Regions from separate parts of the Mus musculus genome. Here region 2 is linked to region 1. The links are chromatin contacts, called in public promoter capture Hi-C maps. All regions are on one chromosome and are shown on one strand. The core of a region is the stretch at or near the end of the contact, and the rest is flanking DNA. Distances in the headings are between cores, read along the strand shown.

Evidence for each region. Capture Hi-C pulls out chosen DNA fragments and counts their contacts.
Region 2: a promoter capture Hi-C map of adipose tissue shows a contact between it and region 1. The contact joins two enhancer-like sites. A contact is called at or near these places in 17 of 39 promoter capture datasets (the 3T3-L1 cell line, 3T3-L1-derived adipocytes, the C10 cell line and 10 more), 3 of 15 datasets of contacts at CTCF or cohesin (CD8 T cells, the NIH/3T3 cell line and large pre-B cells), 135 of 484 Hi-C or Micro-C datasets (the 63-12 cell line, 8-cell embryo, the AtT-20 cell line and 79 more), 12 of 115 datasets of contacts at active chromatin or transcription factors (the 230-238 cell line, the HPC-7 cell line, the NIH/3T3 cell line and 8 more) and 4 of 9 other capture datasets (adipose tissue, embryonic tail, liver and 1 more).

Annotation. Positions count from the first base shown.
Region 1 is chr4:107,230,197-107,234,799 of GRCm38.p6, forward strand. Lrrc42 (leucine rich repeat containing 42) reads right to left here. Exons shown (of 8, transcript NM_029985.2): 8 at 3,318-3,788. The coding sequence ends at 3,535. Among named protein-coding and RNA genes, the nearest start is that of Lrrc42, 21 kb to the right of the region's middle. Within about 2 kb of position 1,860, at least 15 of the 459 cell types and tissues checked have an H3K27ac peak or open chromatin away from gene starts, as enhancers often do.
Region 2 is chr4:107,346,553-107,351,193 of GRCm38.p6, forward strand. It overlaps Yipf1 (Yip1 domain family, member 1), which reads left to right. Exons shown (of 10, transcript NM_145550.3): 9 at 3,862-3,986. The coding sequence ends at 3,951. Among named protein-coding and RNA genes, the nearest start is that of Ndc1, 19 kb to the right of the region's middle. Within about 2 kb of position 2,894, at least 23 of the 459 cell types and tissues checked have an H3K27ac peak or open chromatin away from gene starts, as enhancers often do.

The DNA of each region.
Region 1 (4,603 bases), core at 610-3,109:
TCTACCTCCTAAGTACTTGAATTACAGGCAGTTGCCACCCTTCATTCCCTGTTTCTGTGGTTCTGCAGCTTGAACCCAGGCTCTCATATATAGATGCTAGTCACACATCGTACCAGCTGAGCTACATCTCCACCTCAAGACTCCATTTCTCAGTACCAGTTTTCTGCGCTGGCTCTCCATTGCTTTAACAAAATACTCAAAAGACCTGTGGTCTACCAACTTCGAAGAAGAAAGGCTAAGACCAGGCCTGCTTAGTGCCATTAAGGTGGCACATACCTGTAATCCCTCATTTGGACGTCTGAGGCAAGAGGGCTGAGTTCGAGTTCAGTCCTACTTACGTGCATATTGAGTTTGAGGTAAGAATGGATTACGTAGTAAGGTCCTGTCTTAAAAAGAAAACCAAAATTGAGTTAGCCAAATGGTTCATCGGGTGAAATGCTTTCAGTGTATGCCTGTGGACCTGAGTTTCATTCCCAGAATCCACATAAAAAAACAAAAGAGGAACTGACTTCATAAAATTGTCCCCTCATCTTCATGTGGGCCTAAATACACAGTTGCTTGACAGAGCTCCTTTTAGGCCTGTGGCGAGACAGGATACCAAGGAAAGAGTGTGTAATGTATGTGTGTTACACATGCAAGAGAATGTAGAACATGGCCCCAAGCCTCAGTAGGCCCTCAGAACTTAGCACAATTGACTTTATCTTTTTTTCTTCTTTTTTGGTTTTTGAGACAGGGCTTCTCTGTGTAGCCCTGGCTGTCCTGGAACTCACTCTGTAGATCAGGCTGGCCTCAAACTCAGAAATCCGCCTGCCTCTACCTCCCAAGTGCTGGGATTAAAGGTGTGCGCCACCATGCTCGGCCACAACTGACTTAATGATGGAAGCACCATGCAGGTCATAAAACTCAGCACAGACAGCATCACCTACCAACACTAAAACAAAGATCTAATCCATCAAAGTCCATAGTTCTGGGAAAAGTCTCTAAATGTATTAACTTTGCTTTTTTAGCCTCTGTAGTATTGCTTCTGGCTAACTGTTCTTGTTAACTTAAGTATGTCAAACCAGAACTTGTTTTTTTCTGCTTAAAAGCTCACCCTGAGAAAGGCTCATTGCTATACTGGGATCCCAAAAACTCAGTATAATCACTGCCTGGCTAGTAAACACTTCCTAGTGGCTAAACTCCTTCTCTGAGCAGTGTTCTCTGGTGGCTACCCCACAAGGGATGAAAGCTGCTTGGCCCAACTGCTATCATGTGAGTGAAGAGTGCTTGGCTTTTCTAACAAATTCCAACCCAGACCCATCAAGACACAAACCTACAATCCATAATTAATCCGTAAGCAGGATTGGTGCCCTCACGATCCAGTCACCTCCCAAAGCCTGTCTGTGAGCGCCAGGGAATAAGCCTTCAAATTCTGAACCTTGGGTCCATTTAAGATCCTAACCTTAGTGTGGTGCCCACCTGTAACCTCAGGTTAGACCATATAATGAGACAAAACATAGTGTCTCAAAACATCAAGACAAGAATCCCATAACACGCTCTGTTATTTGCCTTATCATAAATTTCACAAGTCCGAGCTTTTGCTATGACCTTGGGTGGTCTTCTGTATAGTGGTAGCACCATGCATAGCTCAGAATAGCAAATGTAAACCAACCTGTAATAAAAATTTGGCTAACTTCCAGTGTTTCCAAATATCAAATCGATGTTTTCTATTTCTTGAGATTATTTTCTCTCTTCTTTAGTTGCCTATTTAAGTCTTGCTGTTAACAGCCTTTTAAACATCGGTATGTCTAGAACAGTTCCCAATCTGTAGGCTGTGACCCTTTGGGAGTCACATAGCAGATATTTACATTATGATTCATAACTAGAAAATTACAGTTACAGAGTAGCAGCAAAATAATTGTATGGCTGGGTCACCACAATATGAGGGACTGAATTAAAGGGTTGCAGCATCAGGGAGGTTAAGAAACTCTGGTGTAGAGACAGAAATAAAAGAGAATTCACAAACCCAAGTCATGTACGCCATCTAAATTTTCCTAGTATCCACAATTAGAAGAGTAAAACCAGGCATTTACTGTTTTATGCTTCTTGAGACAAAACTCGTATACCCCAGGGAGGCCTGGAACTCTTCTAGAGCAGAGATCAGAGGCATGTGTCACCACCTCTACTCAAGAGGATTTTTCACGGACATTTTAACAGCTCAACATGGGAGCATTCTGCACTCAAGCTTCCAGATCAAAGGCTTTTTTGTCCAGTGTCCAGTGTTTACAAAGCTAGGCGTTAAGAGCCTTGATACTCACTGGTATCTTCTGGGTGCTTGCTGAAATTGCTTAATCTTTTAATGTAGCCCAAGCCAGCCTTGAGTTCCTGATCATTTGGCCTCTACCTCCAATTTTTTTTTTTTTTTTCAAGACAGGGTTTCTCTGTATAGCCCTGGCTGTCCTGGAACACACTTTGTGGACCAGGCTGGCCTCAAACTCAGAAGTCTGCCTGCCTCTGCCTCCTGAGTGCTGGGATTAAAGGCGTGCGCCACCACGCCCAGCTTCTACCTCCAAATTTTGATAACCATATGCTATGCTCATCTAGAAATTCCGAATCTAGCCTTACTACAGACCTGCTGAAGTTAACACTGGCTAAATTGCTTGAACTGCACAGTCCTCACAACGGTGCTTGCTTTTAAACAAGAGTTTCCTGGTGCCAGGTGTAGTGGCACGCACCCAAACTCTGGCTAATCTGCCAGCCACCTGTCTTTGTAAACAAACAAACAAACAAAGAAAATGTATTGGCAGGCAGCCATATTGATTTACTGTGTATAGCTGAGTATCTGTAAGAAAATTCTTGTGACCTGAAGAAACCTACAGTATTTATTATCATTGGGACTTTTCCAGGAAGTCTTAAGTTGGAAAAAGCTTCTGCCCTCTTACTTCCAAGACTGCTGTGAGTCACTTGGGTTTTAATGAATACCTCCAATGGCTGGGATTTCAATAAATGCTAATGATTGTTGAGAAGGCAACAACACAGGATGGGCTTTGCAGCCAAGTAGAAAGAAGTGTAAACTCTCACTTCCTACTGTAAGCTCTATGACATTGAACATGCCACTTAACTTGATGTTAAAGGTTCTTGGCTCTGAATTTTGGCTTGTTTCATGTATATGCTACGAGGCCAGGGCATGGCCCAGGGAAGCATACAGTCAGCAGCAGCTTCATTCACATCTACATTCTATCAGCTGTTCCAAACTGTAGCAAGAACAGGTCATACCAAATTCATTAGTTCACATGGTGCTATCTCCTGTGGCTCCAATCTGCAATTCAAAAGCAGAATTCAACGAGAGCAAAAGAGTTTATTTGAAAAAATTACTATGTATTGAAAATATACATTAGAAATTATTACATACGTCCATAGCCTTCCCTCCCGCACCACAAAAGTAGAAATATCTGCTTGCTATGCTAATGCCATAGGTAAATCCAAACCAAAAGAAAATCACCAGCAGTCTCCCCTCCTCGTACTGAGGTGGGGGAGGTCGACTGTATGTGTCAGTCAGTAGGAATTGAGCAAATCCCAATCTTCCACAGCCAGACACACACACTTCTGCTTGGCCGACTGGGGCGAGCTCTGCTCCTGCTCTGACTCCTTGAAAGCTCTCTTCTTGCTCTTCTTTGATTCTTGGCTCAACAGTGGCTCATGGCAGTCCGGAGCCTCCTCCCTATAGAACTGGAGTTTTCCAGAAGAGTTCATGTGGGTCTCTGCGAGGGGACATTTCCTTGTAACTTCTGTGCGAGCTCGATTCTGGTCTGTAGAAATAAGAAATGGGTGAGTTTTCTGTGTTCGTGGGCCAGGGCCTGCCAAAGTCTGATACCATCCAGGACTAAGACAAGGCCCTGGGGTGGTCTGGACTGAATGCCCGGCAGCAGGAGTGGCAGATACACTATCACGGCAGAGGGAGAGGTGGGCACTTACTGGGTTCAGTGAGTCTAACAATAACCAATTTTCTTAATTTCCTATGAATAAAAAAATCTAGAATGACACAGAAATAGATAAATAAAATAATGCATATAAAGGGACAGTGTCAGACTCACCCTCAAAGCTAAAAAGCTGTTGGCTTCTTTTCTCCTTTGAAAACCTGGACCTGACTCTGACCTCTGCCCCTATCGTATCTGGTGTGCCCTGGGGTTCTGATTTTGTTATTGTTTCCTTCAGCCTATCACTTAGTACTTGTTTAAAATGACAAAAATGAACATCTTAACCTATCTCCAGAATGTTTCTGTTTTCAGAGCTGATGGACCCAGAGCCTTGTGCGTGATAGACAGTATGTTAGCACGAGCTGCAGCCTTCATTTTCCAGAACATTTTACTGCCTCCAATACGGTGTGTCTGTGGGTATGATGTGAATGTGCACGCACATATGGCACCGTGCATACAGAGGTCAGATGACAACTTTTTGGAGTCAGTGCTTTCCTTCCATAATGGGATTAAACTCAGGCTGCCAGGTTTGCAGAGATGGCAAGCACCTTTCCCAATGAGCCATCTTACCAGCCCACAGAAGTCTTTACCTTATAAACTAAAAGTCTGTAAGCATTCAGTAGAAAGTCCTTATTCCCTCCGACTAC
Region 2 (4,641 bases), core at 1,644-4,143, 120 kb after region 1:
AGATTGTCCCACTCACAAGGGGCCTTTCCCCCTTGATCACTAATTGAGAAAATGCCTTACAGCTGGATCGCGTGGAGGCATCTCCCCAACTGAAGCTCCTTTCTCTGTGATAATTCTAGCCTGTGTCAAGTTGACACCCAAAACCAGCCAGTACACTGCCCATCATGCCGATCAAGAATTTTTCTGGAAAAGAGCCAATGAGATGAGATGGCTTAGTGGTTAGAGATGCTTGCTGCCAAGCTCCATGACCTGAGTTCAGTATCCAGGACCCACACGCTGGAAGGAGAGAACCAAATTCCTTTACATCATTCTCTGATCTCCAAGCTCGCACTATGTCCTTTGTGATACACACACACACACACACACACACACACACACACACACACACACTAATAAATATAATTTAAAAGTAAAATAAGCCGGGCGTGGTGGCGCACGCCTTTAATCCCAGCACTTGGGAGGCAGAGGCAGGCGGATTTCTGAGTTCGAGGCCAGCCTGGTCTACAGAGTGAGTTCCAGGACAGGCAGGACTACACAGAGAAACCCTGTCTCGAAAAACCAAAAAATAAAAAAAATAAATAAAATAAAATAACTAACTCTCTAGAAGAGAGCATTATTATGAAGCAGAAAGAGCCCTGACCTGGGAGCTGCTTAGTAGTAAACTGAGGCACCATAACTGTCACAACCTCAGTTTCATTTCTTTCTGGACTTCCATGACGGTTGGCTTATGGCCATGGAAGCCCCTCCTTTACTGTGAAGGGTCCTTTAAGTCAGAGGCGTAAGCAGAAGTTCCAGGGCCACTCTGCTGCTCTCACAGGAGTGACCCAAGGTCACAGAGCTCATAAACAGACCAAGGCTCTTGTGTCAGACTGTGACTGTGTCCTTCACTCTCCCTGGACCTGGCCTGACCTGACCTGACCGTCTTCCATCGTATAATGGCTGAGAAGTTGGTGGAGAGGCAGAGGTAGGAGAGAGGCTCATTCCTTCCAGCTCTGAAAAGTCTCCTAATCGGGGCGTGCTGGCCTCTGCAGCAGAAGTGTGTGCTGGGAGAAAGGCTCTTCTTGAGGAGGAACTGCCGTGTTCTGAGCAGAGGAAGCCCTTGATGGCCAGATGTTAAGCCAAAGCCCTGTGTCTGAACTGTCTTCTCTCTGTTGGATATGGCTTCTCCTTTCTCTTCTGGAGGAGGGAGAATCAAAATAGAGGAAATGGGGGTCCTGTCCAGCTCGCACACCCACACTTTGGTTATAGAGGAAGCCGGGGGTCCCTCCAGCTCCCACACCCACACTTTGGTAATAGAGGAAGCTGGGGGTCCTGTCCAGCTCCCACATCCATGCTTTGGTTATAGAGGAAGCCGGGGTCCCTCCAGCTCCCACACCCAAGCTTTGGTTATTACTCTGGCCGCCTTTCTCTTTCCTAAGATAAAGGGACTGACCATGCACATCGTAGCACCGTCTGTCCTCTTGGAAGGTTTGGATAAGGTTTGCAGCATGAAAATTATGACAGGTTAGCTGTGTCAGGTGTCTCTCATCTGTCATCTCTGTTCTCAGGAGGCTGAGGCAAGAAGGTTTCCACAAGTTTATGGCCCACCTGGGTCTCATAGTGAGTTGCAGGCCCTTCAGAGGTATAAAAGCAACACCTTGACTTATGAGCAGGGGTTTACTGGGAGGACAGCTCAGCTGGTAAAGTGCTTTCAGAGGACTCTAGTTCGGTCTCCAGAACCCACATAAAAAGAGCTGAGCATGGTGCATGCTTGTAACTCCAGAATTGGGGAGATGGAGACAGGTGAGGCTCAGTGTTAGTCAGCCTAGCCTACGTGTGAGGAGGGGACCTGGTGTGATTATCAAGGAGGAGGTGGAGGAAGAAGAGGAGGAGAGTGTCAGAGGAATAAACTTGAGGTTATGCTCTGGCCTGCACACACATGTACATGTGTGCCTATATACCACACACAGGTGAACATACACAGACACACACATACGGAAAAACAGAGAAAGAAAACTGTTCATGTAATGTCAGAAGACATTATAATTATTGGAAAGCGGTGGGAGGAGTTGGCGAGGGAGCTGTTCGAGCTGAGGGGCACCAGCTGAAGCAGACAGCCTCGCCCGGCTTTCCCTGTCTCCCCTGGGAACCGCGGATTAGTGCTTCGGTTTCAGAGCAGTGATGTATGTGGCAGCCTCACATCTGCTGAGGTCCCTCGGTGACTGCACTGGAAAATGATCTCCAGGTCTTCACTGAACACACCTGGCAGGGACAGCGAAGGAAGCACAGAGCGTGGGTCCTTGGTGGGTTGTCGAGAGCCAGGCAAGCCCACGTTTGGATGATTACCACTGAGCTCAGGGAAAATGGCGCCTACTGGCCACAGTGCCTCAGGATGGGCTGAGCTGAGCACAGACCCTGTGCCACATCACTGGCTGTGCTAGAAGAAAAAGCCTTTTAGAGACTTTTTCCACCACCACCCCGCAATTTTGCAGACAAAACCGAGGAGGTAGAGAAGCCTGTCTAGAGGCACAGTGCTAGTAACTAGTGCAGACAGGGAACGCAGACCACTCAGCTCTGAGACTCATAGCTTCCTGAAGAGCATTTCCTCAAGTGGCCTGGAAGAGAGCCACTCCTTCACTGGTAGTCCCATTCAGTGTTCCTGAGGAGCAGACACGATGGCCTCGGTCTCACTCATGACCCCCAAGTAGAGGAATCGCCTTCCTTTGTGCCAGGAAACAGCTGCAAGAGAAACTTTTAAATTAGGTTTGCTCTGGGGCTGTGATAAGCTAGAGGGAGTTTCTGGGGGGTGGGGGTGGGGGGGCGGGTGGCAAAGAGAAGCTAAAGAGATCTGTTAAGTATGAAGGTTGGAACAGGCTGGGAAGCCCAAGTGTGTTGTGTTGGCACCCTCTTCTGGCTAATAAGGGCAGAGCTGCTGAAAATGGTTCTTAGCTTTTTACCTTTTCATCTTCCTGAGCCACCCATGCCAAGGGAATCCTGTGTATCTAGTGGCCCTTGGGATAGTAACAGCTTCACCCTCCCACACACCCTTTGAAGGGGGGGCTCAAGGCTAACAAGATTGGTGTTTTTCTGTGCTAACTTTAGTGTCCTCTGACCTTAAGGCAGGAGGGAAGATCTTCGTTGCCACCTCCCCTGTCCCATCACCTCCTCCTGGTTCCTGGCAGCTAAGAGTGACAAGCGGAAGCTCTTGTCACACACTTCATTCTCAAGCTCAAGTCCTGGGGACTGAGGTGTGCTTAGCACCTTATTTTCGAGGTCTCTGCAGAAAGTCAACTAACTGGTTTAGCAAGTCAGTCCATAAATATCTGGCTACTTGCTATCAGGCCAGACCGAGATGCTGGCAGAGCAGAGGTAGAGGCAGAGACAGTCCCTGTATCCCCTGTGTGACACAGTAATTGCTAGCGTGAGTCCTGGATCCACTGCTCATGCGCCACGCTCACTTACCCAGGGACAGTCTCTGTGAGCCTCAGTTTCTGCACCTGCCAGGAGAGATCATCGTACAACCCCTTAAGGTCTCTGAGAAGAGTCAGGCATGCAACATAGCATGGCCAGTGAGTGGAGCTAAGTTTTTTGTTGTTGTTGTTTTGTTTTTTCGAGACAGGGTTTCTCTGTGTAGCCCTGGCTGTCTTGGAACTCACTCTGTAGACCAGGCTGGCCTTGAACTCAGAAATTGGCCTGCTTCTGCCTCCTAAGTGCTGGGATTAAAGGCATGCGCCACCACGCCTGGCTGGAGCTAAGTTTTAAAAGGTTGAGTCAGGGAGATACACAGTGAGGTGGCTGCAGTCTGGTGTGATAACAAATATAATGGGGGGGGGGGGCCAGAGACTATTAACATGGCTCCCTCCTGTGTCTCCTTTCCTGCAGGCTTACTTCTTTGATGCTCCAGAGATGGACCACCTCCCAGCAGCTATAACCACTCCCAACCAGACAGTAACAGCGGCCAAATCCAGCTAATGGGGAAAGCAGGTGGTGGCATTTCATCTCTCAGGGTATGTCACAAATAGGAAGGTACATCAGTTCTGCATTACCATCAGGGACCAAAGGCTAGACCCTGAGCTTGTAGACCCTGGGGTAGCGGGGGTGGGGGGGGAGTCCCTGCTCTGGTGATCACACCCACCTTCTCTATCCCCACTACACTGTCCAGTAGCACAGAAGGATTTCTTCCATATCCTAATTGTCTCAGTGATTTTTCTGCATTCTGTGACGTCTCCGACTGATCTCTGAAACCAGTGTTGTCCTCTCTTGAAGGACCCCTGGATTTCTCTGAAGGCTTCTGGATTTCTGTGCTTCATGTGCTCAGGGCCTTTGAAGTTATTCCTCTGTGAATGGTTAGCTGAGCGGGTTAGAGTGTGCAAGAGAGAGATCCAGTTTCATAACTTATTCCTTGCCTCCTGTTCTATGTTCTTAGTACCTTTTTTTGGCTGACAAGTTCTCATATAGCCCAGGCTAGCCTCCAATTCACCGTGTACCTGAGGATGACCCTGAACTTGAACTCTTGTACTTAGTTCATCCTCCTGCCTCTGGTTCCGCAGATGCTAGTGTTACAGGTGGGTGTGTCTCATCATGTCCAGTGTGCCTTCCTTTTCCCCCTTTCCCTGTGGGCGAGGATTGAACCTGAACCCAGGGCCCGTACAAGCTAAGCAA